Regions from separate parts of the Drosophila melanogaster genome. Here region 1 is linked to region 2. Evidence: chromatin contacts called from public HiChIP or PLAC-seq data. All regions are on one chromosome and are shown on one strand. The core of a region is the stretch at or near the end of the contact, and the rest is flanking DNA. Distances in the headings are between cores, read along the strand shown.

What was found. HiChIP or PLAC-seq counts read pairs in DNA pulled down with a chosen protein or histone mark.
Region 1: an H3K27ac HiChIP or PLAC-seq map of the Kc167 cell line shows a contact between it and region 2, with 3 times the contacts expected there. The contact joins the promoter of frj here to the promoter of CG9175 in region 2. A contact is called at or near these places in 2 of 107 Hi-C or Micro-C datasets (the D17-c3 cell line and embryo) and 2 of 6 datasets of contacts at active chromatin or transcription factors (both in the Kc167 cell line).

The regions. Positions count from the first base shown.
Region 1 is chr2L:6,454,534-6,459,303 of dm6, reverse strand. It overlaps frj (farjavit), which reads right to left and starts at 3,252. Exons shown (of 7, transcript NM_205915.3): 1 at 3,096-3,252; 2 at 2,622-2,939; 3 at 2,440-2,560; 4 at 2,191-2,383; 5 at 1,815-1,966; 6 at 1,388-1,764; 7 at 296-1,133. The coding sequence starts at 2,833. The coding sequence ends at 719. retm (real-time) reads left to right here and starts at 3,375. Exons shown (of 6, transcript NM_001298743.1): 1 at 3,375-3,769. The coding sequence starts at 3,707. It overlaps Rchy1 (Ring finger and CHY zinc finger domain containing 1), which reads left to right. Exons shown (of 6, transcript NM_135186.2): 6 at 1-289.
Region 2 is chr2L:6,097,621-6,102,530 of dm6, reverse strand. CG9175 reads left to right here and starts at 3,565. Exons shown (of 5, transcript NM_164681.3): 1 at 3,565-3,598; 2 at 3,694-3,975; 3 at 4,040-4,910. The coding sequence starts at 3,835. It overlaps stai (stathmin), which reads right to left and starts at 2,154. Exons shown (of 7, transcript NM_164682.3): 1 at 1,982-2,154; 2 at 733-837. The coding sequence starts at 760.

The sequences.
Region 1 (4,770 bases), core at 2,003-4,502, 360 kb before region 2:
TTGGTCTGGTCCCCTTAAGATTTAAAAATATCAATTAGTTTTTATGGAAATAGTTAGTTTCAATCGTAATAGGCATTTAAAAAACATTTTACCCTAATTGAGTTTTTAAATCTCCAGAGGATTTCAACGCACCAATATTTTGTACACAACACACATTGTTAAATTTAAATTTTCACTCGAATTTCAAGTATTCTATTTTGCAAAAATTATTTTGTGTAAATCTCGAATTTCTCTGTACACATTGCAAGCTCCGTTGCCACGAATAAAAAAAGTAAACGTACAAAAAGGGATATTTAGTGTATTTCCTTTTATATTATAGTTTTCAATTGAATGATCATATTGGGATTTTATATTTCTATAACTTTTGACTCCAATTTCACAGGCTTTGGTTAAAATATATGTATATCTATAATAAAATTTCTTTAGTAACTTTTTAGCATCTAATTTTAGATTTTATCCATATCAATATCATCACCTTCCCCAGAAGAAGTGCGGATGGAAGCGGGTAGAAGGCGTAACAAGACCACTTTGTACATAATTAAAATGGTGACTTATGTAGAGAAGAACATCTCTAAGAAGAAATTCGTTTGATCATCATAATATACAATTTCAAGGAAGAAATTTTCGGTTTCCCCCTAATAGAATATCTATTGGAAAACTTAAAGGAAGTTGTGTTTTGAATGGAAACTACCCATTTGGTAGCAACAAACTGGACACTCTACTGCGCCTTCTCCTTCTCTATTGCGGCGGCGATTCCGTCGCCACCAGCTGCTTTCTCTGCCGCGCGCTTCTTTCTACGTTCGGCCGCTTTTCTCTGGCTGGTGAGGTAAAAGCCTAACGCAGTCATGGCCGCCCAACTGATGTAGCCAATATGATAGACAGAGCTATAGAACCGCCAGATGTTGCCAAAGGAGGAGAGCAGGAAGGCCTCGCCCAAGTAGCTGAAGGCGAACCACTTAAAGATCCAGAAGATGACATCGATTACCCTGCGGCTGGTGCCGGTGGCACTCTTGCGCACCAGCTTATCCCACATGTCCTCCAGGGAGACGTAGAAGGGAGCGCCCATGATGCAGAAGTAGTGTCCCGGCCGGAATCCGTGCCAGTAGGCAGAGCACAGCAAAGTGGCGCCAGTCCTAGGAAGATCACAAATGCTAATTAGTAGGGGCAACATAAGTCAAGCTTATAGTTTAGGTAACTACTAGGAATACCTGCCAACCCTGCGATCAGTAGCAAAGGGAAAGAACAACAACGACAAGAGTAATACGAGAGTAATACAAGCAGTAAAACAACAAAAACTACGATTCTATGAAACAAGTTAACATTTGAACTTCGATGTGGAGTAATCGAACTATTTAGTTTCATAGAACATACTTGTATTCAAACGCACCTGTACTTTTTGCTGGGGAAGAGTTTGTACACATTGACAGCCAACCAATACTGGACGCACACATTCCAGTGCTTCATGCCCTCGCGGAAGGTCCAGCATCTTTCCACCTCCAGAACCCTGGTGTTCACGATCGTTGTAAAGTTGTAGGTGTGCTTATCGGCGTCGCGCTTTAGGTGCTGATAGCGTTTCCGAGGGCCCTCGCCATTGTTGGGATCGGATTCATCCGGATAGGCTCCGAAGCCGGCCATTGTGCAGACACATTCGCTGAGGGTGAGTCCGGTGTAGATGCGAGCGCGGAATGTGAAGAACGTGGGCCACACGTACAGCAAACGGTACACAAAGGAGCGATCGTTGAAGAACTCATCACTCAACGCATACTGAAATGTATTCAATTTAGTAATGTTTTGCGGTGTGCTCAAGCACTCACATCCAGTGGCCACATGTAGTTGGTTGCCAGGTATAATGCGCAGTAGAAGACGGCGTACTTCAGCTTCTCCAGGGTGGCTTCAACAGTTGGAGCGTAGGTCTTGAAAGGCATCTCAAAGTAGTCCCTGTATGTGCGATACCGATAATAGGGACCTGCAATCAATGGACATGAGTGGTTTCGTTTTAAATGCAGATTTACAAATTATTATCTACTTGATACTGATGATTATATTGATGCGGTTGAAATCGATTATAAGCATGTGTGTGTAATGTTTTACAATCAGCAATTGAATTGGACTTTGGTATCTGGTTGTATTGTGACTACATTTTTAGTGCTTGTGGATAGGAAACTAGGTTGAATCTGGTCCAATCTTCACCTGTAAGAACTCCGATGTAGTTGAAGCTGTAGTGCAGGATCTCAGCGGCACTCAGGCTCTGCAATTCCACATCGTAGTCGGTGATCTCGATTGGACTCTCCTGGTGCACATCCCGCTGGTCGTTCTTCTTTTGCTCGTCGTGCGCTTGCAGTCGCTTCCAGGCGGCAGTCTTCTCGAAGGCAATGCCCGAAACCTGCCGATGCAAGGATTACGAGCTAAGTAATGGCAATGAATGGTTATGCAACCCACCTTTAGTGTTAGTATCATTTGTATCATGTTCGTGTGGCCGGGAATGCCGAAGTAGAAGTCGAAAATGCGGAAGAACACCAGGTAGCCAAACATGACCGCAAACGTGACCAGGTGACCCTTGCTGGAAGAGGGAGCAGTGTGGTTATTGGTAATTTTCCACAGGTTCAGGATCACCAACTAACCTCGGGTGCACGAGAAGCACGGCGGCCGTGCCCAGTGCCAGGGAAACAAAGCAGTGCAGACTGTGGAGCCCCGAGACAATGACAACCACAAGAACGCCTAGCCCAGTGGACACCAGCTTGCGCTGGCCCTCGTCCGCGATCTTCTTCACATAGCTGCCGGCTCCGATGCAGCCCAGCAGGCAGATCACATAGATGACGTCGTCGATGCTCATCCTGCAGTGGGTACTCGATCCCCCGGCTATTGATTTTTGATTTGTTTTATCCGCTCCGCAGAGGCAGTGCAGCCAGTGTTGCCACTCCTATGACGGTCACCTATCGCTTAACGGTATTTTCGCGATATTATTTATTGTTTATATCTAATAAATTTAACAAAGATACAATTTAAGTCCCATACAACTGCAGTAACGCAACTGATAATGCATACAAATTACGACAGGTGTCGCTTTAAAAAAGATTCAAATTTCATTGACTTACCGAGAGATGTCGCATGCATAGGTATTCAAAATTATTCCACTGTTCTTTAGCTTTCATCCTCAATTCATTTTCGTTTTTATGGGGCTTGTTTGATTTAAATTTGTCAAGTTTTTGCATATAATACACTCGGTGTGTACGCTTCGCATCAGCTCTCTCAAGCGGCCCTGTGTGAACGGCATATTTCAAGTGCATTGTAATCCCTAGATACAGTAAACCAGCTTCGGTATTCATCGGATATTTTTCCAGGGCGAATGCCACCTAGCGAAAAGCGGTCACACCATTGGCGTCTGTTAATCAAACTCGGAGAAAGGCTTTCTCTGTTTTCCACGGCCAGGCGGTTCTCTAGAACTCCTACGCTAGGAGCCAACGGATACCAGACACAACTCAGTGAAATAAATAGCAGTGGCGTGAACTGTCACGAGCAAAAAAACAAACCCAGCTCGGTATTCCAGTGCCCAAGTTTGGTCACCTTCCCCGCCCCCGCGCGCTCATTATACTGCAACGGAAAAGCGCAGAGTGAAAATTGATTTTTTAAACAGTGCGAACTCCACAATCAGTGCAACGAAAATTTGAAATAAAAAACACGGAACGGACGATTGAAAGGCAGCAAGATGGTGCAAAAATTCCAGTCACCCGTTCGCGTCTACAAATATCCTTTTGAGCTGGTGATGAAGGTGTGTACATTGCATTTTCCCCTCTCCATTTCGTCGTGTGGAGTGGGCGGCCTTATAGGCGTGTCCCACTGCCTGTTTACACATACCCATCAATTTAAGTTTAAATTGTGCATTATGCGATGGCATAGCCACTAATTCACTGCGACTCGCAAAGGGTCGTTGTGTATCGTTGTTTCCGCTCGGACACAGTTGCTTCATTTATTCAAATCCAAGCTGCAGATAAATAAAATTAACCTTGGACAGCAATTCCTCCCCCCGCCCAACATGCTCTCTCTTTCGCAGTTGCGCTCGAAGAGCGAGATAGAGATAGATTCTTTATCCAATTGAATAATACACACTGCATGTACGTGTGCGTGTGTGTGCGTGTGTAAATAGTTTGTCGGTGGGAGGGGGCGGTTTGGTTGAAACGACTTGTTTGTGAATTTTTCATTTATTTTTATTAATCTACTGATTGTTTGCGTCCAGCTTTGCGTTTTAGTCTCATTTATGCCATAGAAATTTGTTCTTTTTTTAATGCTGTTAATTTACATAATGCGCCTTTTTGAATGTATTAACATTTATCGTAAATTATCGAAATTGGGGTTATAAATTTATAAGATAAAAAATGGTTGTCTTTTTTATTGAAGCTTTTCCTCCCTCCTACCTCTGTTTCCTTTGCAAATCATTTTATTTTTTGCCTTTTCACTGACTGATAAGAAAACGAACTGTTTTTTACTTCAAAAGTTTATTTAAGCAACAGAAATCACTTCAAGTGCCGTTTTTTGTACTTAAAATAACTATACAGTCATATATTAGACTAAAAGTGTAGTCCAAACACAAATCACCTAAAATGAAAAGCCTATTATGGTTATTCGATACTTTGAGTGTTTATGTATGTTTTCCCTTGTAGACAGAAGTAAGAAAGCGCTTTTCGTGACAGAAACTCAAAAGTCTCAAATGTCAAAGGTCAAACATTTATTCTACGTACGTCACCGACAGGGGTAATTTAAATTTAAGCAACA
Region 2 (4,910 bases), core at 2,316-4,815:
GGATTAGGCAAATGACTTCGGCTTAAAGAGCTCTGACAATAATTTAAAACAAAATATGTGTACAAACAATTAAGCTTAATGGTAAATCTTTAAAGCATGACCTCTTTTTGAGAGAAACTGACGTTGTTGACCATTTACCAAGAATCAAAACATAAAATATTAACAAAACTTAATTAGTTACTCTTCTAAATGTACTTTAACAAAATAAGATTGGCTTCAACTAAATGACTCCTTGGGAAAGTACACAAAGTTCAACCCGAAATACAAATGCAGTGAAGGAACGTGCAAACATGGTGTGCGAGTTGTAGACCCTCTTCTAGTTCCCGAGTTGTTCGAATCATTATGTATTCCTGTCATGTGCCTCCGAAACATGTCATAGTCTCAGCAGTCTCCCCGGCTGAAAACTCACTAACAACTTGGGTTTCTGTATTTTGCAACGATATTTGCTATTTGAACTAAATAAGACAAAATGAGACGGTTCTGAAAATCTAACGGAAAAATCAATACCGGACGACTCCTGTACTGAATATAATAAGTTTCGAATCAGTTGAGTAAGAATATAATAACATGTAATAAAAGAACAGGTTTTTTTTTATATAAATAAATTTAACTTATTTTTAATACAATAAATGGTATTTGCAAAAGCTGTTAAATTCATAAAAAGTACAATAAAACAATACTGCTGACCAAAACAAAATAAAATATAATCCTTAGCAGATAAATAAAACTTACCTTCAGTATCAACAGTGTTGTTCACCATTTTAAAATTCTGTTGTTTCGGACTCGAAAGAAATTAAAAATGTTACAGAAACTAAATGGGGTATCACAACTAAAGCTCTGCAAAAAAGAAACAAAAAAAATAAAACCAGATATACAAATTAATAATCGCGCACTTTAAAGCTAAAAAATAAGGGTTTTTTGCTTAATTAAACGCCATTTTTTTATAAAATATAATTAAACAATATTTATTTTACTTATAAATCAAAAAATAAATTAAATATAATTTATAAAAATAATTCGCTTTAAGCACGTTTGATTAGCAAAATTTCACAAGCAAAGTCAACAAATTTCATTAGAAGCGTTGTAAAAAGCAATGCAAAGCCAAAAATAACGGAAAAATCGAGTTCGTTCTAAGAAAAAGAACAAAACAAAGTAGGAAAACAAAATATGTAAAGAGTTTCTTGACAGTCTCAAAAGTGTGTAAACTTGGATTTTGTTGTTTATTTTCTTGTATATTTAATATTTTTAATTTTTTTTTTGATTTATAAGTAAAATAAATATTGTTTAATTATATTTTATAAAAAAATTGCGTTTAATTAAGCAAAAAACCCTTAATTTTTAGCTTTAAAGTCAAAAATTCAACTTATTTCACAGTGTGTAAACAGTTTCTTGACAAACTGTATGTACTTTTGCTAAAGTCAAATGGGCAGGATATTTGAAAATATACCCGTTGCGTTTTGCACAACTTTGTGAAGCGAAATATGTATGTATGTTTGTATATTGCTGCCATATTTAAATGATAATATATAAAAATTAAATCATTTTAAATGATCAAATCAAAAATGATCATTGAAACTACACACACACATAAACATGTATGTATGTCTTTAAGTTCGCCGCAACTAAAGCGTTAAATACCTAAATATTCATGTACGTTGAGGTGAGTATAGATATGCATATTAAAGAAATTTAGATAGTCGCTGACAGCACTTTCAACTCCGTTAGGGCATTCAAATTACATTCAAGTACATACTTTATGTGTGTATCATATGTACAATGTACCACCACACAAAGTTCATATAATGCGTACATACACACTGATCTGCACTTTGTTACGGGAAAAAGAAGAGGTACAAAGCGCGAGGGAAAAGCAACAAAAGAGCTCTGCGCAAGTTGCTGTTGGTGCAATTGCGCAGTGGCGAAAAAAGGGATCTTGCACTGGATCAAACCAGATTGCACTCGAGGTTCAGAGGCCACTCACCTGTAGATTGCTTTCCAATGAAATAAGTTAGCACATGTACAGTTAATAATAGCATTCAAATAACGATAGACACACTGGACACTTTTGAATTGTTAACAGTTAAAATACGGTGCGAGAACTTCGGCAGTTGTTTTTTACAGTTGTGATCGCGTCGGCGAAAATTAAGCGAATGAGCAAGGAAGAAACAGAAAGCAGAGAAGAAAACGAAAGCAGCGACGCGGCGTCGCGATCGGTGAGCACCAGCTGGGCTTTGTTGTTGTTGCTGACCTGGAAGCTGTGCGAGTGGAAAAGAGATGGCGCCAGTGCGTCTTTTGTTTGTTTTCTTTTGTCGGTTATAATTCAAATGACAATTTTGAATTTATTATGTACGCCCAAAAAAGTCTGTTGAATCCCAAAAGTAAGATCCTAAACTTTTCAAATAAATACGAATGAGTGTTGTGACACTTCAAAAGAAACACAAGGACAACGAACTTGATTATGTCTTCCTTTTTGAAGCTTTTTATTCATTTAATAATTATAAATAATATACATACATACGTACATCCACTTGAATCAGGTTAACAATATTGACATATCACTTAAGCCACCTTGACTTCGATAAAAGTGAAATTTGATCAAAGTGCCGGAAAAACTTGTTCACGCACTATGAAAATAATTATAACAAAACTAGTTTAGGTGCGTAGACAGTAGACAGTTTTCACTTTAACGCCCATTTAAATTTAAATACAGCCTATACGATCTATGGCAAAATTGATGAGAAATTTAATTGAAATCTGATAAAGTTATCAACGCAGAGTTGACAAAAGTCAGAAAATAGCAATAAGAAACACCTAATAGAGAATTTAAGATGCTGCAGATTTGAACAATAACTCGTTCAACACGTTTCACACCTTTGTCTGATATATGTACATACATAAATAACTCCCACGTAAAGGAGTATATAAATATGACTTCGGAGTCCCCTTTGTGCCGCCCACCAGCGATTGAAGGTCATTTTGTCACAACAAAGAACCAGGAAGACCACTGCTGAGCTCCACCGCATTAATGACAATCCTGAAATATTATAATTTCTTATTTCACTTGGAAAAAAGAATTCCTTTTTCAAGTTGTTGCAGGGGAGAAATTTGTCTACTTTCTTTTTAATAAAATTTTATTACAAGTACAATTAAGCCTATCTCGTTCTTAAAGGTAGGTACCAGTAGGTACTGGTTATGAGGTGGATCATTGAACATTTCAAACAGGGTACATGGTATATTGTACCTTAAGGTACAAGGTAAAGAAGACAAGCCACGTTATGCAGCGTACTGGGTGCAATATACGCGTTGCAAAATAAATATCGCAATATACTTGAATTCTTATGTATATAAAAATGGTTAACAATTATGTACTTAAAAACATTAAGCTTATTGCGATAATTTTTAAAGTTACCTATCGATTAGAGAACAGCTGTGAATATTTTGATATTTCCAGCTGTTAACATTGCAGCCCATCAGCTGTTTGCTCACGTCACCAGTCTGGCAGCCCTGTTCATCAGCTGAAGACAGCTGACTGCTATGGCACCAATCACCAATCTGCCTATCGATGTATCGATACCTCGCCCTGCCACCGCTATTCAGTGTACGTGGATTTTTAAGACAACTTTCTCAGTCCAAAACACAATAAGAAAATAGTTCCCATGATTAACGTCCACTGAATCGACCCACAATTCCCAGTCAGTTAACAGCCGGAGTGTGCCAGCGGTAGACCCAATTAGATGTGCCTGCCCCGCGGCCAGAGCTGATAAACTCGAGTCAATCACTCAGCCCCAATCCCTCCGCCCCCAGCGTCCGGTCGATTGTGATATATTATTGATAATGGCCCACACCCGCCGTCCCAGCGACGGCCTGCTGGCCCGCGTGAACTTCCCGCTGTACGCCGTGGACATGCTAACCAGCCGCCACATTCTGGTAGCCGGAGGCGGTGGCTCCAGCAAAACGGGAGTGGCGAACGGCTTTGTATGAACTCAGCTCGCTCCGCCGCATTCTTGTGATGTTTCTAATCGACGATTGATCTTTCCAGGAGATCTATGAGCTGTACCACAACGGCAGCCACTTCTGCGCGGAGGAGGTTTTGCGCCATGAGACCGGCGCCAATGTGGTGATGAACTTCGCGGTGCGCAATGGCGGCCGGAGGGGCTATCTGTGCGCCGGCCAGGAGGCGCACTGTCAGATGTACTACGTCCAGCCGCGCGTTCAATCCGAAGAGGATGGGAATGGAAACGGTGTGGGCGTCGGGGACGGCAAGCCTGCTCCGGAGGAACGGCCGCACGAGAACGGCAACGTGCGCCAGCGAAACGCACACTCGGGCGTGGAGCCAGTGGCCAACGGGCACAGGCCACCCCTTTCCACCGCCGACATATTGCGTCAGTTTCGGCGACTGCATTTCGACATCCAGGCGGCGGATGTGATCCAGACGGACTTCCTCAAGGGCGCCGAGCCCCTGCAGCGCGTGGTGCGCATCAGCGGTAATGGCCGTCTGATGGCCACTGGCGGCACGGACGGAAAACTGCGCGTCTGGACGTTCCCCCAGATGACGCTGGCCGCCGAGCTGGCGGCACACAGCAAGGAGATCGATGACCTGGACTTCAGTCCCGACAGCAAGCTAATTGCCAGCATCTCCAAGGATGCACAGGGCTTGGTGTGGGACCTGGCCAGCGGCCAGCTGCAACACAAGCTGCAGTGGAAAACGCCCGAGGGGGCCAAGTACCTGTTCAAACGGTGCCGCTACGGAACCGTGGAGGCGCAAAAGGATAACTACCGCCTCTTTACCATTGCCAATCCGCTGGGCAAGGTGGGAAAGCAGCGTGGCTTCCTGCAGCACTGGGACTGTGCCAGCGGGCAACTGCGTCAGGCTGTGGCCATTGACGAAAGCCTCTCGTCACTGGCAGTGC